2 separate regions of the Urocitellus parryii genome follow, and region 2 is linked to region 1. Evidence: chromatin contacts called from public Hi-C data. All regions are on one chromosome and are shown on one strand. The core of a region is the stretch at or near the end of the contact, and the rest is flanking DNA. Distances in the headings are between cores, read along the strand shown. Region 1 holds the start of Ints7 (integrator complex subunit 7). Region 2 holds the start of Nek2 (NIMA related kinase 2).

What was found. Hi-C and Micro-C count contacts between places; a contact is called where the count stands out from the background.
Region 2: a contact with region 1 is called in a Hi-C map of muscle, with 5 times the contacts expected there. The contact joins the promoter of Nek2 here to the promoter of Ints7 in region 1. A contact is called at or near these places in 2 of 2 Hi-C or Micro-C datasets (liver and muscle).

Annotation. Positions count from the first base shown.
Region 1 is chr9:106,829,659-106,833,991 of mUroPar1.hap1, reverse strand. It overlaps Ints7 (integrator complex subunit 7), which reads right to left and starts at 2,265. Exons shown (of 20, transcript XM_026387510.2): 1 at 2,084-2,265. The coding sequence starts at 2,177. Dtl (denticleless E3 ubiquitin protein ligase adapter) reads left to right here and starts at 2,632. Exons shown (of 14, transcript XM_026387473.2): 1 at 2,632-2,683. The coding sequence starts at 2,632.
Region 2 is chr9:107,135,769-107,140,101 of mUroPar1.hap1, reverse strand. Nek2 (NIMA related kinase 2) reads right to left here and starts at 2,334. Exons shown (of 8, transcript XM_026387462.2): 1 at 2,149-2,334; 2 at 1,086-1,303; 3 at 460-700. The coding sequence starts at 2,244.

The sequences.
Region 1 (4,333 bases), core at 1,016-3,515:
ACAAATTATCTTTCTGAATTTGAAACTCATCTATGAAATACTTACCCAGGGCATTGCTGGGAGGATTGAACATGATCACTTACTCTTTGTCTAGCACTGCCTGGTTTGGAGTTCAATACTCAATAACCATCCATTTAAACCTTATAGATATGAAGTATTTCTTTTTTTTCCATATTTTTATTGGTGTATTATAGTTGTACATAATGGTAGAATTTGTTGTTACATATTCATTCTCTCACACACACACACACACACACACACACACACAATAATTTGGCCAATACCATTCCCCAGTATTTTCCCTTTCTCTCTACAGAGTTCCCTTTGGTTTTCACATGATACCCCCCTCCACCATTTTCTTCCTTTTTTCTCTCTAGCTTCTACATATGAGAGAAAAAAAACTGACCCTTGACGTTTTAAGTGTAGCTTATTTTGCTTAATATAATGTTCTCAAGTTCCATCCATTTGCCTGCAAATGACATAATTTCATTTTTCTTTATGGATGAATAAAACTCCATTGTATAAAAATACCACATTTTCTTTATCCATTCATCCGCTGATAGACACCTAGGCTGGTTCACAGATATGAAGTATTTCTATTTCGACTTTTCTTTAAGAAAAAGTTGTTCTAAGACCTTTTATTATTATTATTACAACTGCAAACTTATAGGAATTAAACAATTCTCAATTTCTCTTTTTTTCAGTGCTTCATTCTGATTTCTATTTGACAACCACTCTCCTATTAATTAGCATGGACAATCCTGGCTAGACCAGAGTGACAAAAAGGTCTTTTGGGGAAGAAAAGATGATTTAATATTTTAAAAACATGTTTAGTAAAACTTTATATTTCAGGAGGAAAAAACCCTATAGGTTTGATGAGAAAAGAAAAGCTCAACATCTTTTGATGGACGGGGATGTAGTAAAAACATTGTGATTGCTAAAGGAATATCCCAGTGGGATACTGTGAGATTTTTATGGTAATCAAAAGGAGGTGAAAAGCTTTTTTAAAAGTCTGAGAAACTCCTACCTAGACTAATCCTCTACAAATGTTAACAGGTTAAAACAAAAAAGTCCATGAAAATTCAATAGGCAAGCCCAAGTCAAAGAACTATGTGGCTCAAAGTGAACTTAATAGAGTTGGGTATATAGCTCAGGGTTCAAGCCCCAGCACCACACAACACAAAAATAAGTGGACTTAATAACAGATCTAGTCCAATTCACTAAAAATTGGCAATAGGTAATTAAGAATTAAGTGTATACCAGTAAATAAAAATGTACTTCACTGAAACAAGAGTTTCATATTCATGCTTGATTCTTTAGGGATAAATATCTACCATCCTTGCCTCCATACCCATATCTAGAAAGGAAGGCATGTCTGTAAGCATTTAATAAGTGCATCTTTTGCATACCATTTTATCATTTAATCATTCTTGCCAGTTCAGTAGTACTGCACCCGCTTTGCTGATGATAAACGAAGACTAGGTAAAATTGGGTGACTTGTCCCTGATCACAAAATTAGCAGAACTGGAATTCAGCTCAGTAGTAAACCCAAAGCTCCCTTTACTACACTAAGCCCCTCCCTGAAAGGAAAGTGAACTCGTGGAACTTGTCTGTAATGAAACCTGCAAGGGCCAAGCTTTTTGATTGGTCTTGGCACTAATGTCACCTGTATTGTAATCCAAAGCTTACATTTATAGAAAATAAATCACTATAAAGTCGGTGCAAAATTGTTCAGCACTCTCGATGAAGACCTAGCCTCAACTAAACGTACGAAAAAATAATTTCACAATTTTAATTTAGTGTTTTTAGAAACCAGTCATTTTCAGTGTTTGGAAAATCAGGGGACTGCGCCCTCAAGTGGTCAAAAAAGGCCGTTCACCAGAGTTCCCTACTTGTTTAGATGGTGCAAGGCCAGTCCCACAATCTTCCCGCAATCTCCCGAAGCAGTAGAAATCCTCGCCCCTGCAAAATCACTAGCGCGCCCCGCCCAGCAAACCACTGCGCATGCGCGTTCCCTGCCTCTCCGGAAGCTACCACCACAGGGTGGCGCTACTTCCCCCGAGCAGCCCGCTCTTTCGAATACCTTTGTCCAATTCCATAAGAGCAGAGTTAGCATCCAATTCCTGTTCGCCATATCCAGCATCTGCCAGAAAAGACTTAGTTGAGTTTGACGCCATGACCCGAATAGTTACTCGACTAGCCTAGTCAGAAAGATTGCAAACTCTGCCCCAGCACCGCCATCTTCTCCCGCCGCCTTCTCGCGGATTTTTCCTCCGCGCTCTGTCAAGCCGTGTTACGCATGCGCCCTGGTCACCCCGCGGTTCGCCGGTGCCTCTGCGGGCCCCCCGCGCAGGCGCTCAGGGAGCTCCTGAACTCTGGGTTCCCGCGGCTGGGAGAAAAGGAGGCGGGGATTCGAAGGGGGAAGTGACTCTGAGGCGCCCCGACGCTGCGGCGGGAGCCAATCAGAGAGCGTGACGTCAGTTTGGCGCGGAGTTTGGCGGCCGGGGCTTACAGTGGCGGGAGTTGGAGGCTATAACGGGCGGTGGTGTGAGGGGCGCAAGCTGCGGCTCCTAGTGAACTCGAGGGCATTTTCACGGCTTTTTCCTCAGCCGAGTCTTTCTTCAGGTCCAGATGCTCTTCAATTCGGTGCTCCGCCAGCCCCAGCTTGGCGTCCTAAGAAATGGTGAGTAACGGTCTTAACCGCTGCTCCTTGCTGGCGGGATTCACCGCCCCCAAAACACTCCACCTCGATCTGGGCCGACTCCAGTTTAGTTTCCCAGGCTCCAACTTCTCCAGGGCCAAAGTGAATTAGGTGAGGGAGAAATACCGAAGAAAGTTGTACTTTGTTTCCCTCTCGACACTTTTAATCGGGATCGGGCTTTTTTGGATCGTAACGTAGGCCGAAGGGAGGAAGGACGTTGAATTAGCTGGGCTCCGAGGCCCCTCGCTGCTTACGTCAATATCGCGCGTTAACTAGAAAACGCATGCATGTGTGTGTGTGTGTGTGTGTGTGTGTGTGTGTGTGTGTGTGTTTCGGGGGAGGGGGACGTTCTCTCGGCCACCCCGGGCGATCGTCGCCTCACTTTCGTTTGTTTGTGGTAGAACCTGAGCGATCCCAACTATTTGCAGTTACCCCACCAGCGTCCATGATCCGCTGTTAGGGAACTCGGTCAGGCAGGGAGGGCAGGACATCTGCTTCCAGCAGGGGCGAACTCTCATTCTCCCACCATTACTACCTGGTTCACGAACGTTCTAAACCGTAGCGTGAAAGATGCCCCCTCACCACGTCCCCCAGAGATAAACTCGGTTCATAGATTGAAGGGGGCTCTTCCATATATTTTTCAATGCTAGAGCTAAGATCCAAACACGGGATCGTCATATTTTGGGGGTTCTCCGTTCCCGGTATAAGTTAGACGCATTCTCGTGTTAGTGGGTAGAAATCCAGCTTGACTTTCCACAGTTCTTTGGGCTAATATGTTAGAACGCAGACAATAAGAGATTTGAGCCCAGATTTGGAAAAGTGTCACCAACCCGAATCTTTCCCATAAGGGTGTTGTGTCTATACTGACCACCTTTGGACAGAAATGAAATCTCACTCATTTAAAGATCATGTCTATCCTGAGGTCCTCCTTCCCCCTTAAAGCCACGTGGAAAGCTAAAAGAAAAGAATCTTGGAAGGGAACATTTATACTTAAGGATTTAGGTCTAGGAAAAGGATGTTGAAACAGACTGTGCAGTCTTTCAACTTCGTCCTTCCAATCTAAAACTTTTTACCATCCTTTTGTAATTCCCTCTTAGATGATCTTTGTAATTCCGCTCGAAATGCTTCTCTTTCTGTCTCTTCTAGGACCTTGCTTAAATAATTTCCGTTCTCTGCAGTCCTCTGTGCCATGTGGTCCTCAACACATTGATTAACTGTCTTTGGAGTTAAACTGCCTGATTTTTGATTTCTGTTCTATTTTCATACTATTTGTGTAACCTGGGAAAGCCATTCGGCCTGTTTTGTGACACATTTTCTCCTAATTCTGCAATCTGTCTACTTTTTTCCTCTTCACAAATATTCATTGTTATTCGGTAGGCACTGACATTTATTATTATATGTTACTCACTGAAATCTGCACAACTGTCTCCATTTCCCTTCTGGGTTGGCATGCCACCCTTTTCTCTTCTCTCTACTTCCATGTATGATTATAGTCATAAATGGGGCTTCTTCCTCTACTGCCTACAACCTTATATTTCCTATATTGTACAGTTATTTCTATAAAAATTATGTAGATTCATCTTCACGAAGTTGGTCAGTCTCGCAGATATCTCAAATTCAAATACCCCCAAA
Region 2 (4,333 bases), core at 1,085-3,584, 310 kb before region 1:
AGTAAGTGAGCTTTGTGAGTCCCATATATCCAAGTACAAGAATCCAACTAGGGATAAAATACAGTGTCCAAGGACCTTTCCAGAGATCCATATTCACTGGGTATGAACTCAGTCTGAACTCAGGACCCAGGACTAACAAAACTTCAGAGTGAGTGTGATGTAGGTGTCCCCAGGACCCATGCTTTAGAAAGCACTGTTGCTCTTGAAGGCAGAGACAAAACCCATTTCATCTTTGTTAATTCCAGAGCTTTGAACATGGTAATAGTTCAATAAAAACTGAATTCAATAAAAATTGAATTGTTGATACAGAGGAATATAAGGGTCAGGTGGTTAGTTTGGAACTTAAAATGAAACAGTATTATTAATTCTTGGCTAAATACAAAGAAACCAACAATAAACCTTGCATTTGAATGCTTAGCATTAAGGAATTAAAAAGCATCTAAATTCTGAAATACTTACAGGAGACATGTAATAAGGTGTACCAACAAATGTTTTTGCAAAACTCGTATCATGGTTTAATATTCTAGCTAGCCCAAAATCTCCAAGTTTGACGTTTTGCTTGCCATCCAGGAAAACATTGGCTGGTTTCAGATCCCGATGTAACACAGTATGACCACCATCACTTCTTCTGTGACATTCCTTCAGGGCTAGAGTCAACTGAGCCATCACTCGAAGAACAAAATCTTCATCTAAGTATTGTCTGAAACCAAAACATTTTTACGGCATATAATGTCTGAATATATCATTACAAATAAGGAATGATGTGAATTATCTAGTTTTTCTTGTATACTAATAGAGAAATAATTACTTGATGCAAAATATGGGTATTGATTCACCAGTGATTTTTCTAAAGTACCACGGACCCACCAAATACAAGAACACTCTTCTATGTTACTAAGTACTTTGCCCCTGATCCTAACATAAGATTCTTAACAGCAACAAAACTAGACCCCTTTTCAGCGTACATCTAATATTATATTTCCCACTATTATTTATAATTATGAGAAAAAAAGAATTAATTTAAAATGATTATATAGGCAATAAATGGCAGAGCTGACATTTAAAAAATGGAAGATTATAATTACCTTTCCTTGGTTCCCTTTGTAATCACACTAGCCAGGTCCCCTCCTTCACAGTATTCCATTACAATGTACAGCGTTGTATTGGTTCTGTCAATAATTCGATCATAATAGCGCACAATGTTTGGATGTTTCAGTTCACGAAGCAAATTCACTTCAGAAACAAGCATCTGTTTCTCAGCTTCTGTCATAGAGCCATAGTCAAGTTCTTTCCAAACTAATATCTGAAATAAGAAAATGTCCGAGGTATGAATGAATTTGTTATGCTCAAAACAATGAATGGAAGTTCCAAAAACGAAAAAAAAAAAAAATTGCCTCCTATTTAAACATATTCCACAATCCAAAGTCATGATCATGTTATGTAGTTAAATAAACTTCATGAGCCCAGAGTTTATTGCCATAATCTTCCTCTACTTTTTAAGCAGTAAATGATGCTACAGGGGGAGGGAGGCGGATGAGGCACAAGAGGACTCCCTCAACCCCTTATTCTCAGTTGCTTAATAGGAAATTGGCCAAAAAGTACTTTGGTCACAGTCAGGGGACGGGTATCCAAAGTCCCTGACTATTCCAATCGGTCAGGCAGTTCCTCTCCAATGTTTCTTTCTGCACAAGCTCTACCTAAACGCATGGGGAAAGAGGAGTCTGCTAACCGGACTGATGGGTGTTTTAAATGAGTTTTGACTGCAGATACAAAGCTTCTGGCCTGGTGGTCCTGCCCCTCCATGGCACATGGGTCCTACTCTCATCTAAAAATAGCTCAGGACTGAGTTAGCTGCCACCGACGGAAAAACAGGAGCAAGCCAAAGCTGGAGAAAGGGAGGAAACGGGACAGAAAATAACGAACAAAAACCGGAAATATGTATTATATAAAAAGAAAAGACGCAGCCTCCCATCTCTTGAACCATCCAGGATAAGCTGTCAATCTGTCAATCGCAGACCCCGGGGAGACCGACAGCCGAGACTTGCCGGCACCCACCACCAAGGGCCCGTCGGTTCCTTCGCGCAGGGCCCTCGCCCCGGGCTACCGAAACCTCAGCGGGAGCCGGGACACGCCGGGCCCCGCGCTCACCTTGCCGTCGCTCTTCCTCCGGATCTTTTGGCAGCGGCCATAGGAGCCCGTGCCGATGGTGTACAGCACTTCGTAGTCCTCCACCCGGGACGGCATGGCCGGGCCGCCGCCGGACTCGCGCTGACCCGGCAGGTCGCGCCACAGCCACTGCAGCCCAGAGTCCCGGAAAGGGAACCGATCCGCCACCCAGGCCGCGGGCAGCGTTTAACCGTCGCCAGCCCCGGCCTCGTAACCTATTGGCAGACGGGGAGGTATCTTCGCCTCTCTGATTGGCTAAGAAAAACAACACCCTAGGCATCTTGGGAAAAGGGTGTCGCTAAGCAACCGCGTCGGCGTCAGTGTCCGGCCTTCAACCCCTAGGAGAAGAGGGCGGAGCTAAGCCAAAGCGGGAATCCAGGAGAAGAAAAGCAATCGCCGCAGGGAGCCTTGGACAGTTCTGTCCCTTGATTGAGGTCGCCGAGCTAACTGAGGTCCGAAGGCCTCTCAGTCCCCGTTGCACACCACCAGATCCAACTGCCTTCGGACTTTTCCACTCTGACAGCTCGCACTACCTGCCTTCCTCTGCACAACGCCCGCCTCTAGCAAGTTCTGGAACCCTGAACCTGAGATAAGTATAGGTGAAAACTTAGAACCCTCACCGAAGGATGCATGGACCAGTGTTTACTATGCTATCAGGGCTGTACTAAACACTACATCTTTATTATGTATTCATCAACTCAAAGCTATAAAGAAGAAATGAACGTTATTACTATTTCCCATGAGGAAAGGGAGGCCCAGAAAGGTTTAATCATTCGCTCAGGTCCAACAGCCAAGAAGAGAAGAATTGCTGCAAAAATAGTCAATACTCATAGCAATGATTTAAAGTTTACACATAACTTTGAGGTCAGTCATCATAGATTATTTCTGAACACCAGATTTACAGGCCTGTTCAACATACAAAGGAGGTATAGAATGTGGAAGTCCCTGATGTATGGAAATATTCAGGAGAATATGGTGGCCCTAAGGCAGGGAAAGTCAAGACTACCAAATAATCCAAATAATGTATCTGGGATGCCTGACACATAACTTCATTGAATACAGTCTCCTTTGGGCATCCACAGAAATCGTACTCAGCTCACATAGCCAAATAGAACCGTCCCATTTTTACCTGGGAGAGGGGACCTAGAGGCTTCCATCTGGAACTTGTTGAAGAAATACATGCATTGTCAGAAAGCTAATAATTTGGTAATGAGTAAATAGGACAATTTTCTTTAAATATCTGTTCAGCATGGGATTGAAGGGAACCTGACTTTCTATTAATAAGAATTACAAACCTCTTTATGTTAAAAATAAATAATTTATTACATGCACCAAATATAACATAATTGGAATTGTTAGCCAGGAGAATTATTAAATTAACATTCGAGGGCACCGTCTTACCTCAGAGGAATAAGACCCATTTAGGTTTTGAAAGTTATGTAAGGAGTTACAAATGACCGAGGTCATGGGCATCATATTTTTTTTCAGTGCCTCTTTACAGATTGGTATCCATGGTATTCTTTTGTTGGCTTGTCCCAAATCCAGTCCTATGCCTTCTTTCTGGCCACTCTTATGCTCTTATTCTGCCCCAAATCCAGCACTTTCTCAAATAATTTACCTGGGATGCACATCACCATCACCACCTTTGCATCTACTGTTCTTCACTCCCTTAGCCACACCCCAACCCCCATCATGTCTGTCCACAGGCACAACTTGTCTTTCAAGATTCAATTCCACCTTTTTCTCCTCTACTCTGAGAATCCTCCTTAGCATACCTGGACAGTCAATTCCTCCATCTACAGTATTCAGAGACCACTTTGTACATAAATCAACACTAACTTATTTTTGGCATTATTGGTTTCACAGTAGCTGAACCCCAAGCTCCTTGTAGCCAGCATAAGTCCTGGAATAAAGAAGGCATGAAATAAAGTTTTGTTAAGTGAAAACTCTGAGAAATCTGCTTATTAATAATTATGCAAGGATTTGGAGTGGACCCTCAATTACTTAGTTTTCAAATGCCAATGGCTCTGTGGCAGAGACGAAATATCTGGAGAAAGCCATCCCAGGAGTATGGAAAGCAGCTCCTAGGTATATGTGTTCATTCAGCTAGTACTGAGCACCTACTATGATCCAGGTATAATGATAGGCATTGATATGCTGTGTGTTC